Linked DNA regions of Ovis aries: region 1 is linked to region 2. The links are chromatin contacts, called in public Hi-C maps. All regions are on one chromosome and are shown on one strand. The core of a region is the stretch at or near the end of the contact, and the rest is flanking DNA. Distances in the headings are between cores, read along the strand shown.

What was found. Hi-C and Micro-C count contacts between places; a contact is called where the count stands out from the background.
Region 1: a Hi-C map of hypothalamus shows a contact between it and region 2, with 7 times the contacts expected there. The contact joins two enhancer-like sites. A contact is called at or near these places in 2 of 16 Hi-C or Micro-C datasets (hypothalamus and skin fibroblasts).

What each region holds. Positions count from the first base shown.
Region 1 is chr3:168,737,749-168,743,599 of ARS-UI_Ramb_v3.0, forward strand. The region is part of intron 17 of ANKS1B (ankyrin repeat and sterile alpha motif domain containing 1B); the gene reads right to left. Among named protein-coding and RNA genes, the nearest start is that of TRNAC-ACA, 170 kb to the right of the region's middle. Within about 2 kb of position 1,628, at least 6 of the 54 cell types and tissues checked have an H3K27ac peak or open chromatin away from gene starts, as enhancers often do. A contact at or near this core is called in hypothalamus, where this site is marked.
Region 2 is chr3:168,402,264-168,408,007 of ARS-UI_Ramb_v3.0, forward strand. APAF1 (apoptotic peptidase activating factor 1) reads left to right here. Exons shown (of 25, transcript XM_060413091.1): 15 at 1,768-1,929. Among named protein-coding and RNA genes, the nearest start is that of APAF1, 47 kb to the left of the region's middle. Within about 2 kb of position 1,413, at least 7 of the 54 cell types and tissues checked have an H3K27ac peak or open chromatin away from gene starts, as enhancers often do. A contact at or near this core is called in hypothalamus, where this site is marked.

The sequences.
Region 1 (5,851 bases), core at 378-2,877, 340 kb after region 2:
ACCCTCTTACTTTGTATTCTGTACATTTCTGCATTGTTTGAATTAACTGAAGTAATAATTATAACTTCATGAAAATAAAACCAAATATTAGAAATTACAATCTTCCTATTGATGACAAGTTTTTCACACTGAAGTGGCCTATAGTAAGCAACCAACAAACACTTAGAAAAAACTTGATGTTTACTATTCCTACCATCTCAGAAAACTATTGATATACTCTTGTTCAACCTTTTAATTATTTCTTTTCAATGTATTAATATAATTATGATTGACATTTCCCAAATTTCTTTTGTTGCAATGGTTCATTTCAAAGTCCTTTGGAATTTGCATTTGTTTTAGATTAGGCCACGTTTCTTTTCTCTTAAAATGAAATAGCAATTTTTCTGACGATGTTCACGCAATGCCTTTGGGTTTGGAACCCTCTCAAGGGCGGATGGATATTTGTCTGGTGTTCTATGAGCAACCTGTCCTTGTGCCACTTTTCCAGTGTGATGGGGAAGGAACAGCTGTCATCTGCCCTTCTGGGAATTCTGCCTGGAGTCTGCACCGTGGGAATTTACCCAGGCTGCTTTGGGGGGAGACATCTGAGATCTCCTTTAATTGTGAAGTAGAAAGACAGTAGAACTGGAGGAGTTAAAGGGAAATTTCACAGAGGATTGTGAATTTGATACAAGTTAGCTACATTTTCATTAAAAGAAAAAGAATTTGAGATGATTTTTGGAACCAGATCGACATGTATATTTTTAAAGTTAGTTTTACTTATTATTATTTTCTGAAACATAAGGCAAGATTTTCTAATAAGACCTCTAAGAGGAACTTGTGAACCTGGATTGTATTTAAGTAAGGTTGCTGCTGCTGCTGCTGCTAAGTTGCTTCAGTCATGTCCGACTCTGTGCGACCCCATAGACGGCAGCCCGCCAGGCTCCCCCGTTCCTGGGATTCTCCAGGTAAGAACACTGGAGTGGGTTGCCATTTCCTTCTCCAGTGCATGAAAGTGAAAAGTGAAAGTGAAGTCGCTCAGTCGTGTCCAACTCTTAGCGACCCCATGGACTGCGGCCCACCAGGCTCCTCTGTTCATGGGATTTTCCAGGCAAGAGTGCTGGAGTGGGGTGACAAAAGTGAAAACAATCACTGCAAATTGTATCACTTTGAGTTTGAAGGGAAGCTGCTCATAGGACAATCCGCATTCCATCCTGGAAGCCTGGGCCCTTGTATGAGAGATTGCTCCAGGAGCGGTGAGAAAACGGTAGCATGTATGTCCTGAGAGCACCGGTATTAAGCGAGTAAGTTCTAGTACACATAAAAATAAGGTTAAAAGATTACAATATGCTAAAAGAGATATTACATGTAAAACCTATGAAATATAAATGTATAAAAGATTAAAATCCATGTGTCTATGTAAAAAAAGAGAAAGAATCCTCAACCCTCTAGAGAAGCTTAGTCTTTGATCAACCGCTACAAATAATAATCTATTTGCATATAATCTAGAATGAATACAAAGGAGCAACAACAAAGTATTTTCACGATCCTATTTTGCTTTACCTTTGGAATAGAAAAGTGGTGGAGTCAAGGCCTCGGCGAGGCTTGCTTCTGGTTAGCAGAACACCACCACCATCTAGTGGAGTTTCCATTTACTGCACTACCTGTATGCTTCAGTACCGCTAAACTGTACTTGCTGAGATAAGCCCTCAAGTGAAATCAGCAGTTATGATCTCTTTGTGGCTTATAACCGAAATAGTAACTGTTAATCTTCATTAGACAAAACTGTCCCCGAGTACTTGAAGTCCCTTGCCCACCAGAACCTCAGCAGCCAGCACAGCACTGCACTTAGGAGCACAGCCCGTCCCATTTGGCTCCTGGGATACACAGCGCACCTGGAGCTTTGCATTTTCCCTGAAAGCTGGCAAACGGGGTAAACTGTGCAACCCCATCTGCGTTCACGGCACACTCATCCTTTCACTGAACAAGAGCATGGAACTCTGCCAAGCACAAGCCAAGGGGTTACACCAGCAGCCTGACCTTTATATACATCTGTGGGTACGCAAACTGGGATTTATACTCAATTTCGTTTCTGGAGCAAAGCAGTTCATATGGTTACAGTGTGTCTGCCCATTCTGTATCCCATGACCGAGCCAGCTGGGGCTCTGGCTCTCCGAGGCGGCGACAGATGTTTCATATTGGAATCTGGGATGATGGTTCAGAGAAATAAGATTACACAAGGCCAAATTTTAGTAAATTCTGATGTTGAGTCAAAGGTTAATTGTATATCATGATTTTTTTTTAATGTATCAAAAGAACACCAGGATCTAAGGAAAATGGGAAAGTTGATGCTATTTGAACATGTGGGTGGGCTCTTTGCCACGAGGTTTATACTTTTCAGTCAGGTACCATGTGTGAAGGGCACGTGGACATGATGGCCTCTCCCAAGGCTGCACGGCTGGGGCTGGGTGCCATCAGAAGAAATTTGCCGTAGCTGAAACTGCAGTCTACTAATAACCGCCATCTAATTCTCTTCTTACAGTATGAAGGGAGGTTAGCTGGACACTCTGTGATGACTGAAATTTCAAACTGTGATTTTTACAAGAGTGATCATCTCTTCCAAATTCCTTAGAAGCTAAAACAAGAACAATTTCAGTTCACAAGAATAAAGCCCAGGTCCTCTTCTTGTTGGAGTATCCAGTAAAATGCTAAGAAACATGTGAGTAGAAGAGGAAAAGAAGAACAGAGGGGAGAATAAAAGATGAAGCCAAAACTTTGGCAGAAAAACATGCGCATGAATAATAACAAAGCAACAACAAGAGATAAGATGGAGTGCAGAGAAAGGGAAGGGAAGGACCTCAGAGAAGTCAAGGCGCAGGACTTCTCTGTAAAGAGCATCACCTCCCAAGAGAGCCTGCTGGACTTCTCAGGGTCGGTGCAGACAATAATGAGAGAGTGTTAGGTGTTTTTAGTTTTTTGAGAAGCCCACTCTTCTATCTCTTAGCACATATAGGGATGTGCAGTTTTAAACTTACTTGTGTGCTTCTTTGTGTCCTGGCTCCATGAGGGTGGACTAACCAGCCCCCCAATGTGCAGTAGAGCATGATGGTGAGGGCTGCATGCCCTGGAGCACAGGACTCCTCCGTCCAGCGCTGCTTCAAGCAGGTGCTCCCCGTGGCATACACGCTGCCCACTGGCCACCTATCAGACATTCCAAGGTCCCATTTGCCCTGCTGCCTTCCATCACAGAGGCTTGGAAACAAAAAGAAAAACAAACAAACAAAAAACTACTTGGATTTTACTTCTGCATTCTCTCCTGCTGCTAGAGGTGGCCACATGACACAGGCTTGGCCAATGAGAGGTGAGCAGAAAAGCAGTGAGGGATCCTGGAAAGCCTATGACTCCCTGCTGGAGGGACAGAAGCAGACAGCGCTACCCTTTCTCTCATTTTCTTTACACAAATGTGGACCCGATGCTCCAATACAGGGCAGCCATTGTGCGTACGTGAGGAAAAAGGTCAGGCGGTTCTCGGAAGTTCAAGCCCTGACGTTGCTGCGCCAGAGAACCAACACTAGGGTCAAATGGCTTCCCAGCTTATTGTTCTAGGAGAGAAATAAATGTCTCTTTGTTTCAGTCACTGTACGTTGGGCTTTCTGTTACTTTTATACAAAAGCATGGCACATTTCTTTATTCCACTTCAGTATCCTCATTTGAAAATGGGCATTACAGCAATATCTTCGTTATAGGATTATTGCAAAGATCAAATGAGATAATATATATATAAAGAACACAAAGGATTACATAAGGGTAAATTGTTGTTTTTATTACTGTTTTGATGATGAACACTCAGTAAACCTTGGTTGAATGAGTGAATGAATGGAGTAGATCAGATCCAAAGGGTATGGCTTGAACTTAAGTAGCAATAAGATGATTCTAGTTTTCTGCTTGAGAGAAACAAGAAAATGGGGAGAAATGAGAAGGAAGGGGCAAATGAGAGACAGCCAAAGGGCAGCCAGGTGGGTGCTGTGTGGGCATATGAAAAAACCTCCCATGGAGGATGGTTGGTGTGTTGGTGCTAATTATCAGATGTATGGCCCACGCACACAGCATCAAGCAGACACTGAATAAACATTTGTTGGCTCACTGAATAAATGAATGAACTGTTAGGGTGTTTACTGAAAAAGAAATTGCGATCTCTTCCTTTAAACTGAAGAGATAGAAGCGACAGAAGGTTTTTCTCCAGTGCCATCTGCACCCCTTTTACAATATTTGCCTGAAAGTATGTGGGTGAAGATGTATTGCTCTATAATTGCCTGTGCCCTCGCAAGAAGCAGAGAAGAACATCCGGTGGGGGCAGAAGCAGAAGGAACAGATTTCCCACAGAGTAAAATATTCTGTTGTCATAAAAAATACCCTTGCTGTAACAAGCGAGAAAATGAAAAGGAGAACCGACAGGAGAGAAGTTAGGAGAGGATGCCTCCTAACAGGTGCCTATCTCTGAAGTTTCCCACCAGGAGTCAGATGCTCATCAAATGAGAAACAAATGCTAGAGCATGGACATGAGCAGCTCCATCCAGGCCCCAGTGCTGGGGCTGCAGCCCGTTGTAAGAGCATCGCTTTCACTGCCCTGGCGCAGTGTGACCGTCAGGTGTCATGCCGGGATCACCCTACACCAGCTGCTCCCTCACTTTGGCATTCACGCAAGCCTGCTTTGAGGAGGCTCGGTGCATTTCTAATCCTCCCTAAAAACACGTGCAGAATGCAATGAAAATTTGAAACGTATAAAAGGTTTAGTCATGGGATTACAGCGTGGGTGCCTCCGCATGAAGGATTAACTCAGCACCACGTTTCTGAACATTCTTTGCATCATGGCTTGCCACGAATGCCTCAAATCTAGCTTTTTTTTTTTCACTCCCCTGTTCTGTTTCTGCATCTCTTCTTCTCCCTCTGAGTTACTTTGGCTTGAATTCTGTGTGCATGTTTAAGTGCCATAAGCAAACAGAAAGCAAAATCCCCTTTGAATAGTGAAAGGACTTGCATTTCTGTTTAGGGATGTGTAGTTGCCCTTGGGATCTATAAGGATGAGACATAAAATAAAACCTTGATACAGATGGGATACACATACACACACACATACACAGACACACACAGACACACACACACACAGACAGACACACACACAGACACAGACACAGACACACACACACACACACACACACACACACACACACACACACACACACACAGATCACACCACTCAAAGCAGACGTGAGTCAAAAACAGGCTCCTCTGTCCATGGGATTTTTCAGGCAAGAATACTGGAGTCAGTGGCCATTCTCTCCTCCAGGGGATCTTCCTGACCCAGAGATAGAACCTGAGTCTCCTGCATCTCCTACATTTCAGGCAGGTTCTTAATCGCTGAGCCATCAGGGAGGCCCCTTGACCAAATCTCTCTCTCCTTCACTTGTCTTAAGACTAGCGAAGCCTTATGCCAACTAAAGCCTTGGTTTTTTTTTCAGCTGTAATGTACTCCATCCTATAGCACCAGAACTTTGAGAAGTTAACAGATTCATTTACTTCACAAATATTTATTGAGGGCCAGACACTAGCAAAGGAGATACAGTGTCTTCTTGTGAAGGAGTCATGGCTAACAACATTCTGCCCTAGGTAAATGAATTTGAACTTGATTCCTTATTAGGATAAGAGTAGAGCTTCATAGGTGGGTATGTTCATGAGTTTTATACCCTCTTTCTCCTCATTCTTATAACCATTTTCCTGGGGCCCATCTGTATATGGACTCTGCTAGGTGTAATGCCCAGGGGCAAAGCAAATTAAGGGGCAATAGTCCTATTCAACGGATAAGGCAATGGCA
Region 2 (5,744 bases), core at 163-2,662:
ATGAAATTCAGGTGTTTATTTGGTCCCTCGACGTGGAATTTCATCACTCCTTGGATAGGAGCTAAAGTCAGGCCCACATGTAAAAGATGTAGTGAAATCGGGTTGTATTAGTTTTCTTTTTCTTCCTTAAATCAAGGCAGTGATTGCTTTTGTTTTTCGTGTTAAGAGAGAAACTGTGTGATTTCTCATATAATCTGGCTGATGTGACTGAAGCTTCTGGCACTGGAGTTTAGATTTTCTCTCTTGAGTGTCAAGAAGGGCTAACAATACTTCAGAAGTCTCTTTGGGTTCATCCAGTTTATCTGAAGTTATTGCATGGGGAACGGTTTTGGGTTTGGCTGTATTTCTAGTGTATATAATCTTTAAACTTGAGAGATTTAAACGTGTGTGCTTAGTCACTTGGTTGTGTCTGACTCTTTACGACCCCATGGACTGGAGCCCACCAGGCTCCTCTGTCTTGTGGGATTTCCCAGGCAAGCATACTGGAGTAGGTTGCCATTTCCTTTTCCAGGGGATTTTCCTGATCCAGGGATCAAACTTGTATCTACTCTGTCTTTGGCAGTGCAAGCAGATTCTATACCCACTGAGTCATTGGGGAAGCTTGTGTCTGGTCAGTCAAATCTGGTTTTACTCTCGGAGCTGTGCTTTGGAAGCTGAGTTGAAGCCCGGGGAACAGCTTTTTTGTTTGTTTGTTTTGTTTTAAATCCTTGTCCTCGACCAACTCTAGGTCTGTGTATGGCAGCCATTATCATTCGACGAAACTGGGACACTGCACAGGCCAAGGGGAGTGAAGATGGGTTAAAAAGTAGTTAAAAGTAATTTTTTGGCTGCGTCGGGTCTTTGTTGCAGTCCGAAGGCCTTCTCTAGTTACGGAGAGTGGGGGGCTCCTCTTTGATGTGTGTCGGCTTCTCATTGAAGTGGCTTCTATTGTTGCTGGAGCACAGGCTCTAGGGCACTTGGGCTTCAGTAGTGGTGACTTGTGGGCTCTAGAGCACAGGCTCAATATTTGTGCACAGGCTTAGTTGCTCCACAGCATGTGGAACTTTGCAGACCAGGGATCAAACCCATGTCCCTTGCATTGGAAGGTGGATTGTTAACCACTGGACCACCAGGAAAGTCCAAGATCTTTTTGAAGCCCTTTGTTTTTCGGGCTGCTCAGGTGGCTTTGCTAGTAAGTGAGGTTTGGTCTTTTGTCTCCCACTCCCCAGAATCCGGTTATTTTAGAGACCCCTTTAGCCCCACCAAGTGCGCAAGACTGCTTCCTTTCAGCATAGCTTTGTTTTGTGTTTTCAGGGACTTCCTTATATCTCTGGATGCTCTGCTAGATTGTAGCTCAGCTGGAACTGGGTCCTGTGTGTCGCGCGCATGCTGTGCATACGGTAGACTGTGAGGCGCGCCTCATGGCTGGCACAGCAGAGGGCAGCAGTGGCAAGTCGTGAGCCACACCTTCCTTCCTTCTTCTGCGCCCGTCCTGCTGTCAGCGCCTAATCTGTGGCCTCCTCCACACCATGCAAGGCTCTTTTAACATTTTATATAGTTTTACATTCTTTTTTGGAGTGCTTTTAATTTTTTTTTCTTTTTAGGAAGGTGATGAATGAAGCTGGAATACTTAATTTAAAAGCCTTATAAAAAGTTATACATAATGAAAAATAATTCATTAAGTGAACTTGAATATTTTGTGTGACATTTAATCCAGGTGGGATTCTAGAGGTGTGACTTGAGATCAAAACAAACTTAAAACATTTTTTTTATTTTTGAAATTTGAAGCTTTGGGATGTGAAATCCGCAAATGAGAGGAAAAGCATTAATGTGAAGCAGTTCTTCCTGAATTCAGAGGAGCCTCAGGAGGATCTGGAAGTGATAGTGAAATGCTGTTCGTGGTCTGCTGATGGTGCTAAGATAATGGTGGCCGCGAAAAATAAAGTCTTTGTAAGTACTGGTATTTTAAAAAGCCAGATTTAGTCTAACTTAAAGTTGAAACACCTATTGATTGTTGCATTTTACACTGTTTATTGACATAAAGTATAGCTGAATGTTTTTGGGGCAGATGCTCTAACCTCCTGCAATTCTTAGAACTATGCTTCAGGGAGTGTCCATAGGCCTTGTGAGAAAAGGTCTCCATGGTCAAACAGGTTTGGAAATGTTACGTATTACTTTCCCTATTAGAGGTACTTTCCCCCCTTTAGTGTATACTAATATATAATATCTATGGCCTCTAGAAGTCCTACAATAAAGAAACAATTTCTGTTGTTTACAACCAGTGTATCTCAAATTGATCTAAAACATAGATGGAATGCTGGCTGCATCACTCAGCCCACTTCCCCCCCCAATTTACCAGTACATTGGTTTAGGTGACTTTCAGAGTACTTTCTTAGCCTTAAAATATTGTGATTTGGTGACTGATAGAAATACTTATCGACAACTGAAGTTTGTGATATTTCTGTGAAGTAAATGAGGAAGATATGCAAAAGAAGGTAAATGCCTAGGAAATGCCTTCTTTTTTCAGTTCTTGTAACAGTTTACATATGTAGTATTCAGAGTGCTCTTATATAGAATTTCTCTTGACACAGCACATTGCAGTAGCCCTCTGGTAGTAATGTGTCGAAAGTTACACTGTGATTTAGAGACCTAGGTCTTCTGATTAGGGCCCAATGTCATTATATTCTGATGGTAATTTTAAAAACTTAATGAGCAATATTCGATTACAGTTTTATTTCATTTTCAGCTTTATTGAGGAATGATTGACAAAATTGTAAAATATTTAAAGTGTATATAACATGATGATTTGATACATTGTGAGGGCTTCCCTGGTGGCTCTGTGCTGAAGAATCTGCCTGCCAGTGCAGCAGACCCAGGAGACCTAGGTTCAATTCCTGGGTTGGGAAGATATCCTGGAGAAAGAAATGGCAACCCGCTCTAGTATTCTTGCCTGGAAAATCCCATAGATAAGAGGAACCTGGTAGGCTACAGTCCTTGGGGTTGCGAAAGAGTTGGGTGTTACTTAGCGACTAAATAACAACATACATCGTGAAGGGATTACTCTTGTTGAGCTAATTAACATATTGTCACCTTACATATTTGTCTGCTTTTCTTCCTCCCTCCCTTCCTTTAAGATGTTAACATTTTACTCTCTTTTACAGTGCAATATCACCGATAGTCACCATGTTATACATTAGCTCCACAGACCTTCTCATCTTGTAACTAAAAGTTTGTATCCTTTTGTCAGCCTTTCCCTATTTCTCCCACCGAAGAGATTCCAGTTTTAATGAACACAATTGAAGCATACATATAGTTGTATAAAAACTAACGGAGGGACTATTTATATTACTATTATTGATCTAGTAGTTATGACCCTTGGATCTTGGTTGCTTATAGGTTTTTTCCCCTTTAGCAGGAAACCAAAGAGAAATATATCCTTTGTCTTAAGTTTGTTAAAGTCTATAAACGCAGAAAGGAACCCTGCATTTGCAAGATGTGAAGATTTGTAAAATTTGCCATTTTAGCTATTTTAAAATACACAATTCAGTGGCATTCATTATATTCACAATGTTGCATATGCATCTATCACCATTTTTCCAAAACTTTTTTCATCAAACAGAAACACTGTAACCAATAAGTAGTAACTCCCTCTTCAGCCCCTGGTAACCTCTAAACTATGAATTTACCTTTTCTAGATATTTCATATAAGTGGAGTCATATACGTCTTTTTGTGTCTGGCTCATTTCATTTAGCGTAACATATCAGGGTTCATTCATGTTGTGCTGCTGCTGTTGCTAAGTCGCTTCAGTCATGCCTGACTCTGTGCGACCCCATAGACGGCAGCCCACCAGGCTCCCCCATCCCTGGGATTCTCCAGGCAAGAATGCTGGAGTGGGTTGCCATGTAGCATGTGTTAGAACTTCATTTCTTTTTATGACTAAATAATACTCTTATATGGATATGCCATTTTTTGTTTATCCATTTATTTATTGTTGGGTTGTTTTCACCTTTTGGTTATTGTGAATGAATGCCACAAGAACACTGGTGTACAAGTATGTGTGTGAGCCCTGCTTTCAGTTCTTCTGTATATATGTCTAGGAGCAGAATTTCTGGGTCATATGGTAATTCTGGGCTTTCAATAAACCACCAGACTTTTCTATAGTGGCTGTATCATTTTCTGTTCCCACTAGTAGTGTACAAGGATTCCAGTTTCTTCACATCCTTGCTAACACTTGCTTTTTTCCATTCTAAAAAAATTATAACTATCATATTAGGTGTGAAGTGGCACCACATTATAGTTTGGTTTACATTCCCCTAATGACTGATGGTGTTGAGTAAAATTTGAACATTAAAAAATAGCTGTTCTAGTGAAAGAGGAAAATAATTTTATATTGCGTGAAATGCTTTTCTGTTTTAAAAATCTGTAGGCCAGCTCTGTATTTTACTGGGTAAAACAAAGCTCTACCCTACGATCATCCTTAACCACACATAGATTCCAGTTTCTTACTCTTGTTCTCTCTATTATTTTCCTGTCTTTCTTTTGAACTCTTTTGTGTTATTAGCCCACTCCTGTTATTACGTCTTTTTGTTACCCAATAATTGGGACAACAGCCTATTCTGTATTTGAAAAGTTTCCTTTATCACTCTCAGCCACTAATTCTTTTTTAAAAATTTATTTATTTTTTAATTGAAGGATAATTGCTTTACAGAATTTTGTTGTTTTCTGTCAAACCTCAACATGAATCAGCCATTGGGTATACATATATCCCCTCCCTGTTGAACCTCCCTTCCTATCCCACCCCTGTATCAGCCACTAATTCTTAAGAACAGCTTGTCCTGGGAAGCATTTTAAGTATGAGTTCCTGTCCTTTACTGTCGGCCCCTGATGCTGTGCTGCTTGCTACCTCTGTATGTTCACAGGGCTGTGCAGTCACAAAACATTTTCACGGCACCCACTGGAAATTCTTTTTTTCCTTCGTGAAGACTGTGCCTTGGTCTTAAATCATTATATGGTATATTGGTATAAACATTTTTATCATTTGGCAAAAACTTTGGAAGAGTATGTGTGCACACGTGCTAAGTCACTTCAGTTGTGTCCAACTCTTTGCAACCCTAAGGACCCACCAGGCTCCTCTGTCCATTGGATTCTTCAGACAAGAATACTGGAGTGGGCAGCCATGCCCTCCTCCAGGGGACCTTCCCTACCCAAGGATCGAACCATGTTTCTCCTGCATTGGCAGATGGGTTCTTTACCCACTAGTGCCACATTCAGCATTTAAAAATCTTTCAGAAATTGAAATGAATTTTAAATTACTCAAATTTGAATAGCTTTTTTTTTTGGTTCAAAAATGGGAAAATGACTGATAATGGAGTAATTTGGGCTCTGAAAAGAAATAGAAATGATTGAACTATTTCATTTTAGCAAGCCTCTGCTCTGTATTATTTTTATCATCTTCATTTATGAGCATGCATTTTCCCCTTTGAATAAATAAGCGTTAGGAAGAACTGTTCTGTATATTAATTTGGCTAGTCCATTTGTATATTCGCAAAGGTTTTATTTCTCCCTAAGCTTGCTTGAGAGATCATCTATGATAAGTTTTCTTTATAAGAAACAGATTTCAATATAAGCACTATTTAAAAACTATATATATATTAATTTGTTTTTTATGACTTAATTATGTCAATTATTAGTAGTTGTTTTTTCTTTAGGACTTGTACTCTATGTTTGAAACGAGAGGGTATTCTTTTGGAGATAAATTTAGTTT